Regions from separate parts of the Gossypium hirsutum genome. Here region 2 is linked to region 1. The links are chromatin contacts, called in public Hi-C maps. All regions are on one chromosome and are shown on one strand. The core of a region is the stretch at or near the end of the contact, and the rest is flanking DNA. Distances in the headings are between cores, read along the strand shown. Region 1 holds the start of LOC107887351 (pentatricopeptide repeat-containing protein At1g26460, mitochondrial). Region 2 has its middle 12 kb from the start of LOC121219577.

Region 1 (5,521 bases), core at 456-2,955:
GATCACGTGGTGAAGCTGCAAAGCAACCCAATAGGAAATCATGGAAACAAAGGACCGATATGTATATGAGGCCATTTCTACTAAATGTTTTCTTTTCGAAGAAATTTATTCATGCAAAAGTGATGCATCGAGGTACAAGCAAAGTGATATCAGTCGCAACCACGAATGCCAAGGATCTTAGAAACAATTTGGCATCACTCACAGACCACAATGCATGCAGAATAATCGGGAAACTTATTGCTGAACGATCAAAGGAAGCCGATGTGTATGCAATGTCTTACGAGCCTAGAAAGGGTGAGAGGATTGAAGGTAAGCTAGGCATAGTTCTTGACACCATTAAGGAGAATGGGATCATATTTGTATGAGCCAATCACACATTGGTGTAGTAAATTAATTTATTACTGAACTGTGGGAATGCAATCAATATTTGAGCCTCTTGATATTAGAATAGAATCATTTTTTAGTGCTATGTAGTATGAAATGATGAATGTTGTATTTGTAAAACACCTGCAAATGCTTTGCTGGCATCAAGCCAAAACCATATAATACTGTGAGCTAACATGAATAAGACATAAGCTGTAAACAATAACAAAAAATGAAGCACATCCGGAGAGTAGGAATCAATTATCCATTCTTATTTCTTCTTCTCAAACTCGATCACCACCCAAAAAGAGAAAGTAGTATAATTTCCAAGGCTTAATGCACAAATGTTCTCGAACAAAACCCAAAGATTTTGTAGTTTAAGTAAGTCACTTTTTTAATCTACTCGCTAATTGCCCTGCCACTGTTTTGAATGGTAAATGGACCTGTTAAAAGAAAATCTTAAATTTTATTACATTATTTTTTAATATGTCATACTCAACTTGTTAATACAACATACACTATCGTGTTAACAATTTAAGCTGAGGGAGTAATCTAATTAATACAATTAGGGTTAAAAAAAACCTATCAAACCAAGAAACTGAGTCGAATAGACAATTCTGTTCGTGTTTTTTTATAGTTTAGTTCAGTTCTAATTAGATGATTTCGTTGAACCACATCAATTCAATTAGATTTCAATTTATTTCATTAGATATCGAAAAGTAAAAAAAAAAGTTTAAAATTTTTAAAAAGAAACCCAAATTTAAATATATTTAAAACCTAAAACAAAACTCATTGCTTCTAAAAGCTAAATATAGTTTTTATTATGCTTTTACATATTCTATAATTGAATAAAAAATGAAAAATAAACCCTAAATCTAATTTCAAATTCATCCTCTTACGAATGCATTGTTTATTTATTATTGTTGTTAAAACTTTTAAAATTTGGATTATCATTATTAACATTTCCAAGTTGGGTGTTTTTTTGCTATCATTACACATTAAGAGTTATAAAATACAAATAATTTAATATTTAACCATGTTCAATGAAGGTTGGGTGTGATTAAATCAAAGTTTAATTGGATTTTTAATTATAGATTTTACAAATTATTTTTTAAATAAATATATTAATTGAGATTTTATGTATCATTAAAAAAAATAAAATTGCCAAATAATGTCTTAAAAACATAAAACAAAAATAATTTAATCTAATTATTAATAAAATTCAAAAGCTCAAAGCCCATATGAAACCCAAATCCGTACCGACCACCGATTCGAAAAATAAAAAAACCAAATACCCCGATTTCTTATAAACCGATCTCACCCCTCAATAAAAATTTGATTCTTTGCGAACATTTTTTAATTTAGGGATGAATTTAGAATCGGAAATAGTTTGTGTATGTATAATGAAATTAACCCAATATTGAATTTACTATTGTCTCCTTCAAAGGCGATAACCCCTTTTAACCCTAACCTGAGAAGTTAGCTCTTTTGCTTCACTATTGACAGTGAACAAAAAATGGCTTCACAAATGGCGATCTTGACCAGAACACGAATCCTACTCCGAGTAAGCCAAGCCAAATCCATTTCCAGCTTCCCTTACCTCTCTCAAGAACCCCAACTTGCCGAGTCAGCCCACACGGCTGAAACTCAAACCACCCCTCTCCCTCCCAACCCAGCCTCCGGCAGCCCCCTTTACCACGAGAACTGGCGAGACCCAAACGCAGCCAGAAAAACAACCTCCCTAGCGCAATCCCTTATTCCCCTCGGCTTCCTCAGCCAAACTCCTGGCCAACGGATTCAATACCTCTCCCAAATCCTTGATGCCCCTGCTTTAATGAACCATTTTGCTGATTTGATGACTCAGCAACGATGGACCGACGTGAAAGAGCTATTTGAGTTCTGGGTTCGATCGCTGGATAAGAATGGGAAGCCCAATAAGCCCGATGTGAATCTTTATAATCAGTATTTGAGGGCTAGTTTTATGATCGGAGCATCGGCAGGTGATTTGCTTGATTTGGTGGCGCAAATGGACGAGTTTGCCATTGTTCCCAATACAGCGACCTTTAATTTCGTTTTAAAGGCTATGAAGCAAGCTAAGGAAACTGAAGCTGCTGAGAAGCTGCTTGAACGGTTAGTTATAGTAGCACTATGCTCCCCCCCCCCCAATTTCTCTCTTTTAAAGCCCTATGTTTTTTTTTGGGGGTGTTTTGGATAATTGTAGGTTGCCTTTTGCTTGAAAGTTCCATAAATATTTGAGTTAATAAATGAGAAGGGATATAACTAAAATTGTTTCTAATTTGCTGCTAAAGTTTGTTTATTTGCATTTCGTAGCAGTGGGCTTGGATTAATCTTTAAGTTAATTTTGTTTCTTTTTTTGTAATTATATTGAGAGTTTGGATTTTTTATTTAAAATGATATATATAATATATTTTTTGTTACAATCACTTCTGCCATACTATCGGACTTGGGGTTGTGTGGTCGTGGATGAATATATATATTTCCTTTTAAAACTTTAAAGACCTTTTTTTAATCAATTTGCTTTCAATAAGGATGTGCATTCATTTTTCTAGGAATTCAATAGCATCAGTAATACGCTGCTTTAGCATGTTTATCTTTGGAATTGTTTTCTAAAATATTGGTGATATTCACCTTCAATCTATTTCTATCAGGATGCTGCAAGGTGGAACAGAATCTCTGTCTGACGATGAGACTTATGATTTGGTTATTGGAATGCTATTTGAGTCACAACAGTTTGAAGCAGCCTTGAATCATATTGATATGGCCTTAAAATCTGGATATAAGTTGTCCATGCGAGTTTTTACAGAATGTGTGGCATGCTGTGTTAAACAAGGCCGGCTTGATGAATTGGCCAATGTCATTGAGATGTGCAAGGTATATGACTCTTGTTATTTGCTAATGATATTGTTTCGATTAGGAGGTAGCCTTTGCTCAGTGTTTGATTATTTAACTTTGTTCTTATGACTCTTAGCAGACAACAGATCAGAATAGAGCTCTTTATCCAAATTGGACTTTGTGCAACTATCTTGCAGAAGTTGCAATGCAAGCGGATAACAGCAAGCTAGCATTTTATGCCTTGGAATTTATGGCCAAATGGATTGCTCGGGGTGAAAATGCAAGGCCGCCTTTCTTGCTTTCTGTAGATGAAGGATTAATTGTCTCAGCACTTGTAACTGCGGGTAGGACATACAGTTCGAAACTGTTGGATGTGTCCTGGGCAATCCTACGGCGTTCATTGCGTCAAAAGAAGGTGCCCAACCCTGAATCTTTCCTTGGGAAGATTTATGCACATGCATCATTGGGGAATCTGCAGAAAGCTTTTGGCACGTTGCATGAGTTTGAGGCTACTCATGGCAAGTCCACTAACGAAGCAGAAGACCTGTTCTCACCTTTCACCTCTTTATATCCCTTGGTTGTGGCTTGCTCCAAGAATGGTTTTGAGACTTTGGATTCAGTATGTCCTGTTACATTTTGATATTCCTTTGAATCATCTATTATTTAATGTTATCGACGATTGCTATATTTCTCAAGAGAAGGGTATTAGTATGTGAAATATCACCATGCATGCATGTTGCCTTTTAAATTAGAATGAATCCAATTTAGAAATATTAGTGATGAATAAATTTCAAAGAAGTTCCTTAAGCTGCTCAATAACCATTTGATGCTTATTGAGCATTTGAATGAAGCCTTTTAGACCACTTGTCTTTGTGTTTAGAACTGTGGAATATGTTTAAAATAAAATTATTTTTGCTGCATCATTCTATTCTTGGAATGCATTCATTGATGGCTGCATGCCTTGGCAATTATATTAGAATTTGCATCTGTAGGCCACTTTATCAGAATTTAGCACTTACATCCTTGTAACTACAATTTTTGTGTGAGAGAAATCTTTTCTTTCCTTTTTTTTTCTCTTTTGGGGAAATAAAGGCTTTTCAAGTTTGCTGTTATGGTATTCAATTCATCATTGCTTGTTTAAATTTTTTATAAACCTACTTGCATATTTTTTGCTCATTTATAGAGGAGGGTGTTGCTGATGTTGAAAATTTGAAATATTCTCCCAGGTATATTTTCAACTTGAGAACTTAAGTCGTGCAGACCCTCCATACAAGTCTGTTGCCGCTCTGAATTGTATAATTTTGGGATGTGGGAACATATGGGATATCGAGCGTGCCTACCAAACATTTGATGCAATAAGTTCCTCTTTTGGGTTGACCCCTGACATTCATTCATATAATGCTCTAATCTATGCATTTGGAAAGCTGAAGAAAGTATGTATCTCTATCCCTTGTATGTACATACACTTGCAACCAGTACATTTAGCTGCATGCATTAGTTAATCTTGAGCTTGCTGAATGCATGTATTCTAGATGTTGTTAAAAATGCTTAGCCTGATTCTTCTTTTGTGTCTTTTTTCTCTCTTGCTCCTGTAGCATAGTCTTACGTTCTAAAAAACTCATCGAACCACCCCCTTCCCAACTGAAAGGTGCTTTCTTGGGATTTAAGCTGTGAACTTAAACCTAATTCTTCAAGTAAATAATATATCCTTTCATGGCAGACTTTTGAAGCTTCAAGGGTGTTTGAGCACATGCTGAGCTTGGGTGTGAAACCCAATGCTAAGTCATATTCGTTGCTTATTGATGCTCATCTCATCAATCGAGATCAAAAAGCTGCTCTCTCTATGATTGACAAGATGGTAACTCCATTTTCTTTCTGGTTGTTAGGAATTAGCACATGACATCTCCATAGAAAAAGATTGATGGGCATTGAACAATTCTTTTGGCAGGTGACCTCTGGATTTGTACCATCCAAAGAAACACTAAAAAGGGTCAGAAGGCGATGCATACGAGAGATGGACTACGAGTGCGATGATAAAGTTGAATCTCTGGCTAAGAAATTCAGGATCAGGATGGGCTCTGAAAATCGCAGGGGCATCCTTTTTGATCTTGACTATGGCACTGAATATGCATCATAGGCAAGTTATGCAGTCTTAAGGTATCAATACTTGTGTAAGCATTTCCGGACTATATCTATGTGCCCTTGACATCCACATTTCTTCTATGCTCTTGAATGAATTGAGAATCTTGAACTTTTGCTAGTGGGTTTTTAACTTGGAATTCATCTCTTATTGTAGGCTTGGGAC
Region 2 (5,238 bases), core at 53-2,552, 550 kb after region 1:
GGTTGTGTATGTTAGTCTGGATATATCCAAGGTTTTGGTTAATGGCTCCGACAGTTGGACAAGATGGCGTTTTGCCCGCATGGTTGTGTATGTTAGTCTGGATAAGCCTCTAATATCCAAGGTTTTGGTTAATGGCAAACCACAGAGAGTCGAGTATGAATTTTTATCGTCAGTTTGCTTTGAATGTGGTAGATACAGGTATATAAAATAAACTTGCCTAAATGGACATTTGGAGAGAAATGCTGAGACGGAGGCGCCGCAGATAGTCTCAAAACTGGAGGAATCGAAGACGGCTCACAAAGGATCGGACATAGACGAAGGGCCGTACGGGCCATGGATGCTGGTAGAGCGAAAGGTACGTCGTAGATCGAGGGACAATAAGGTGACTGGTGCGGGAAACTTGGAGAATACTTTCATTGGATCAAGATTTATGGCGTTGTTCTCTCTAGATAAGGACATGGAGGAATTTGATCTTAAGAATAAGGGAACAAGAGGCGCCAAAAATACAGGTAAAGAAACCCTAGCAAATGCTACTCAATGGGCAAGATTAATGCTCCCTTTAGATGCAAAATAAGCCAAGGTGAGATGGAATATTGAGAGAATATTCTTTTTCACTGCATTGTTTGATGTTTGGATAACTGAGGTGAGCTACGGTTAAAAATTTCCATTTCACTGCTGGTTTTATTTTGGACTGGAGCTAAAGGTAATAGTGGGAAAGAAAGCTAGAACGCTATTTTTTCACTATAACCTTTTTGTTCTTATTAAGTCCAATAAAAAATATTGTTTGTATTTTCATGATAATAAATAATATTTTTAAGTGAATTTTTATAAAAAATAATTATATAATTAATTAAAATATTTATAATAAAATATCATAAAATACATTTTAATATTTTATTAAATGAAATTATAAATTCATATATTTTTAATAATTTCGTAAAAATAAAATAATTTAAAAACTTTCTATTATATATCATTTTTAATCTGATGTCTTTAATAGTCATTTTTTATTCTCACTACATTGTTACATCTGCGTTTGAATCCAAACAAACATTCTATCGTTGTTTCTAATCTCACCGCTATAGTATCCAATCTCATTTCTATAGTAACTAATCTCACTGCCACTGCTGTTTTTAACCTCACCAGAGGTAGACACACCGTCCATCTAAACTAAGCCTAAATTTAAGTAAAAGTGATAGTGGAGTTATGGGGCCCGGATGTGGAAAAATAAAAGTGTGGGCATCAAGGATGCTGTTGGCCCATCAGGAAAATGGCATGAATTGGGCCTTGGGTGTGTTGGGTATTTCGATCCAAAGGAACAAATGAAAGTGACACATTTGAAAAGGGTAATGGAGTACTACAGACCAACAGATTGATGGAAAAAATATTAGGCCATTTTTTTTTTAGCTGAATGTCATTGCTTTGGACCAAGCTACACAGGCTGATAAAAGTCAATAGGTTCAGCAAATGGCAGCTGAAAAAATAGTTGGGGAAATTCAAGTGACGTGGTAAATGACTCAATTCTAGAGAGAAATCGGGGGTTGGACGGCATGGGAAAAAAATTAAATAAAACAATCCTTGGTCGGAGGAGCGGTTTTAAGACGTCCAGTAGCCCACACATTCATTTATCTGAGGCTATAAGTATTATGGCAGAATTTCTTACTTCCCAGTCCACGGTGGTTGTTGGTTAAGGTAAAACAATTGCGTCGGAAGAACAACCAGAATTTCTTGAAAGTTCTAGACAGTGAGGTTCGTTTCCTTTTTCCTTGTATTTGTGGATTGAAACTTCAAAAAAAAAAAATCATTGAACTATCAAGGTCGTACTAGTGCCAAATTTGGCCGTATTTTCTAGGAATAAACCAAATATTGTATGTCTTCTAGAGCCTAAACTATTGATAAAATACGCTCGTGTCTCTGCCTGTGTAGATGAAAATAGACCATCTTAAGGCTACTTTTCTCACCCTTTTTTAATATCAACCTGCACACAACAATTTTATATACCAATATATCCCAACCATGGAAACAATGCAAGCCAAAACATTTTCTCAACATGACATAACATTTCAAACATTTCCATTACTTATACTTAACTATTTAACTCATTCCATAGATTTATCAAATTCTATTTCTAACTATTTAGATACAAACATTTAAGATTCACAATCACATTTCAATCTATTTCATTTTCAAACTAACTCTATACATGCCATATGAACCAAAATTTACATTGCAAAAATTACTGGTTTAATCTGGATAGTGTGGCTTGATATATTGATCCGATCCTCCAACCTTACGCTAATCTACAAAGAACATTAAACAGCACTAGTAAGCTTAATGAAGCTTAGTAAGTTTATAAGCATTAAATATAGATCTTACTAAACATACTAAATAATTTATTTAGATTAAGCATTTCACAACATTTCGTGCCAACCACAATTTCGATTGATGAATTCTTAATATCAATAACTATTGAATTTTTTTCACATTAATCCATGTAATACTTACCAATCCTTGTCAAATTAGATAATGTCTTACAGATTTGAGTACATCGTTTTCTTGATACCGTAGTTCAACTATGGTCTTACACAATTGTCATAGCCCTGCCATGGTCTTACACTTGTAATGCCATAACCCAGTTATGGTCTTATCATCGGGATGTCAAAGCCCAGCTATGGTCTTACACGTATGCATATACTGCCATGGTCCAACCAAGGTTTTATGTTCAAGGTGCCATAACCCAGTTATGGTTTTTTTTTCATTAAAATGCTATAGTCCAACTATGGTCTTACATTCAAACATTGCCATGGTCCAACCATGGTCTTATTCATCAATTCATCTTGTGTCACGAAACGATCGTACTCAATCCTGCGTTCCACTTAATTTGAACTTTCAATTCAATTTTCATATATTTACAATAATCATAATTCAATAAAAAAATATGAAATAATACATGATATCATTCCTAAATTAACAATTAATCATGAAAGTTCAACCATATGAACTTACCTGGGGTAGTTTGTAGAAGTTGTAGAAATTCAGGAACTATTTTGGTAATTTCTCTTTTTCACGTTTGTCTTCGGGTTCTTGATCTATAATATAAAATTATTCATTCATCAGCATCAAATTCAATTCTAATTCACTTCACAATTTATGCCCTTAAATTTTTGAAATTACACATTTACCCTAACTTTAACAGTTTTTACAATTTAGTCATTTATCAATTTTCCCACCAATTGAGCTAATTTTTCTCAATTAACAATTTATTCCATTATTCTAAGCTATTTTACAGCCTTTAATTCATAGAAATCTAACAGAAAACCCTAATTCTTTTATTATTCACAATTTAGTCCTAATAATCAAATTCTATTGAAATTACTTGATAAAATCATCATATAATAAAATTAAAGCTTCAAATCCATATTCATTATAAACTTCCAACACTCATCAATGGTAGTTCTCAAAATCACTCATTAAATCAAAAAAATTAATGAAATAGACAATTGGACGTAATTGTAAAAGTCTTAAAACATAAAAATTTCAAAGAAAAAGCAAGAATTGAACTCAGTTGAAGTAAGAATATGCAAAATCAGCTTCTAAGGATCTTCTATGGTGTTTTTGGCTGAATAAATATGAAGAATTTGCTAGAAACTCTTTTAATTGTTTATTTATTTGTTTAATTTTGTAAAATTTACAATTTTGTCCCTAGTTCATATTATTTCCTTACTAATTCCTATATCCCTGGTGCCTAGCCTATGTAATTTAGGCCCAATTTCTCTTTAAATCCTTCTTATTTATTATTTGAGCTATCTAGTCACTATTTCTTTAATTAAGTTTTACTTTTTTTTCAATTTAATCCTTTTTAATTAATAAACTATCAAAACGTTAAATTTCTCTAACAAGACTTTAATACTAACCTAATAACACTCCGTAAATATTTTTTTACATCTCGGTTTATGAAATCAAGCTCTCGTTTCCTCGTTTTCAAAACTAATTAATCTAATAAATATTTCTAAAACATAAATCACTAATTTATAGTTTTTCCTAAATTCATAAATTGTTATAAACACTAAATAATAAAATTTATGAGTTCATTTGTCGAATTGTAGTGATCTCAAACTATTTCCGACACCACTATAAATTGGGCTGTTACAGTCTATGAATAGTGTCAAAAAATATCTATGTCTCAGAAAGGTAAACGCTCTAGTCAGAGTAATAAAACAGGAGTTAATTGTAGTGGGACAGAAGACACAGTTGTAGACCTGCAGCTACTAAGCATGATAATATTCATGATATGTTCTATTTATTTGATGTTATTTATTGTACATAGACTGAGTGGTACCGGATAAACTTACTCATATGTTGCATTGCGTTAGTAACGGATAATGACCTATTTTTTGAATTAACTAAGTTGATATTCTAGTCATAATTTAGTGGGTTAAAGTATAGTTGTTATTTTGGTATGTCGAAACTATCTACTGGATATCTATTACTGTGACTTTTCTGTTAGTTTGATGTTACTATCATTTCATGAATTTGATATTAGTCGGGGAATAGGATGACTAAGGTCATGTGATGCTGTGGTAAACTATAGACAGAAACGGATTGATTTGAATTACTCGATGAGAGAAATGATTTCAGTTGAATCTAACATACTGAATAGAATTGCTAGAGTCATTTAAGCTATTTCCGTACAGAGGTTGATACATAAAGGTAGTGAAGTGTTTCTAGCATACATTCTTGATACCAGAGAATCATAATCGAAGTTAGATCAGTTACCGGTTGTTAGTGAGTTTACTGATGTGTTTCTTGAAAAGTTTTCGGGTTTATCTCTTGATCGTGAAGTTGAGCTTGTGATTGATTTGGTTCCTAGTACTGCACTGATATCAATATCACTGTATCATATGGCACCAGCTGAATTAAAAGAGTTGAAAGCACAATTGTAAGAGTTATTAGACTGATGATTTATTCGACCGAGCGTATCTCCCTAGGGTATATGTATAGTGTTTGTGAAAAAGAAATATGGTTCCTTAAGATTGTGTATAGACTACAGACAGTTGAACAAAGTAACGACAAAAAATAAATACCCCTTGTCACATATTGATGATTTGTTTGATCAGTTAAAAGGTCGAAGATAGATATTAGATCCGGGTATTATCATTTGCGGGTTAAATACTGTGATGTGTCAAAGACTGCTTTTAGAATTCTTTACGGTTATTATGAGTTTCTGGTAATGCCATT

Evidence for each region. Hi-C and Micro-C count contacts between places; a contact is called where the count stands out from the background.
Region 2: a Hi-C map of leaf shows a contact between it and region 1, with 4 times the contacts expected there. The contact joins the enhancer-like site here to the promoter of LOC107887351 in region 1. A contact is called at or near these places in 4 of 34 Hi-C or Micro-C datasets (callus and leaf).

Annotation. Positions count from the first base shown.
Region 1 is chrA03:67,904,108-67,909,628 of Gossypium_hirsutum_v2.1, forward strand. It overlaps LOC107887351 (pentatricopeptide repeat-containing protein At1g26460, mitochondrial), which reads left to right and starts at 1,706. Exons shown (of 6, transcript XM_041097891.1): 1 at 1,706-2,493; 2 at 3,033-3,255; 3 at 3,356-3,835; 4 at 4,937-5,074; 5 at 5,165-5,373; 6 at 5,513-5,521. The coding sequence starts at 1,880. The coding sequence ends at 5,353. It overlaps LOC107887353 (50S ribosomal protein L18), which reads left to right. Exons shown (of 2, transcript XM_016811558.2): 2 at 1-445. The coding sequence ends at 365.
Region 2 is chrA03:68,454,814-68,460,051 of Gossypium_hirsutum_v2.1, forward strand. No RefSeq gene overlaps it. Among protein-coding and RNA genes, the nearest start is that of LOC121219577, 12 kb to the left of the region's middle. Within about 2 kb of position 1,303, at least 8 of the 9 cell types and tissues checked have an H3K27ac peak or open chromatin away from gene starts, as enhancers often do. A contact at or near this core is called in leaf, where this site is marked.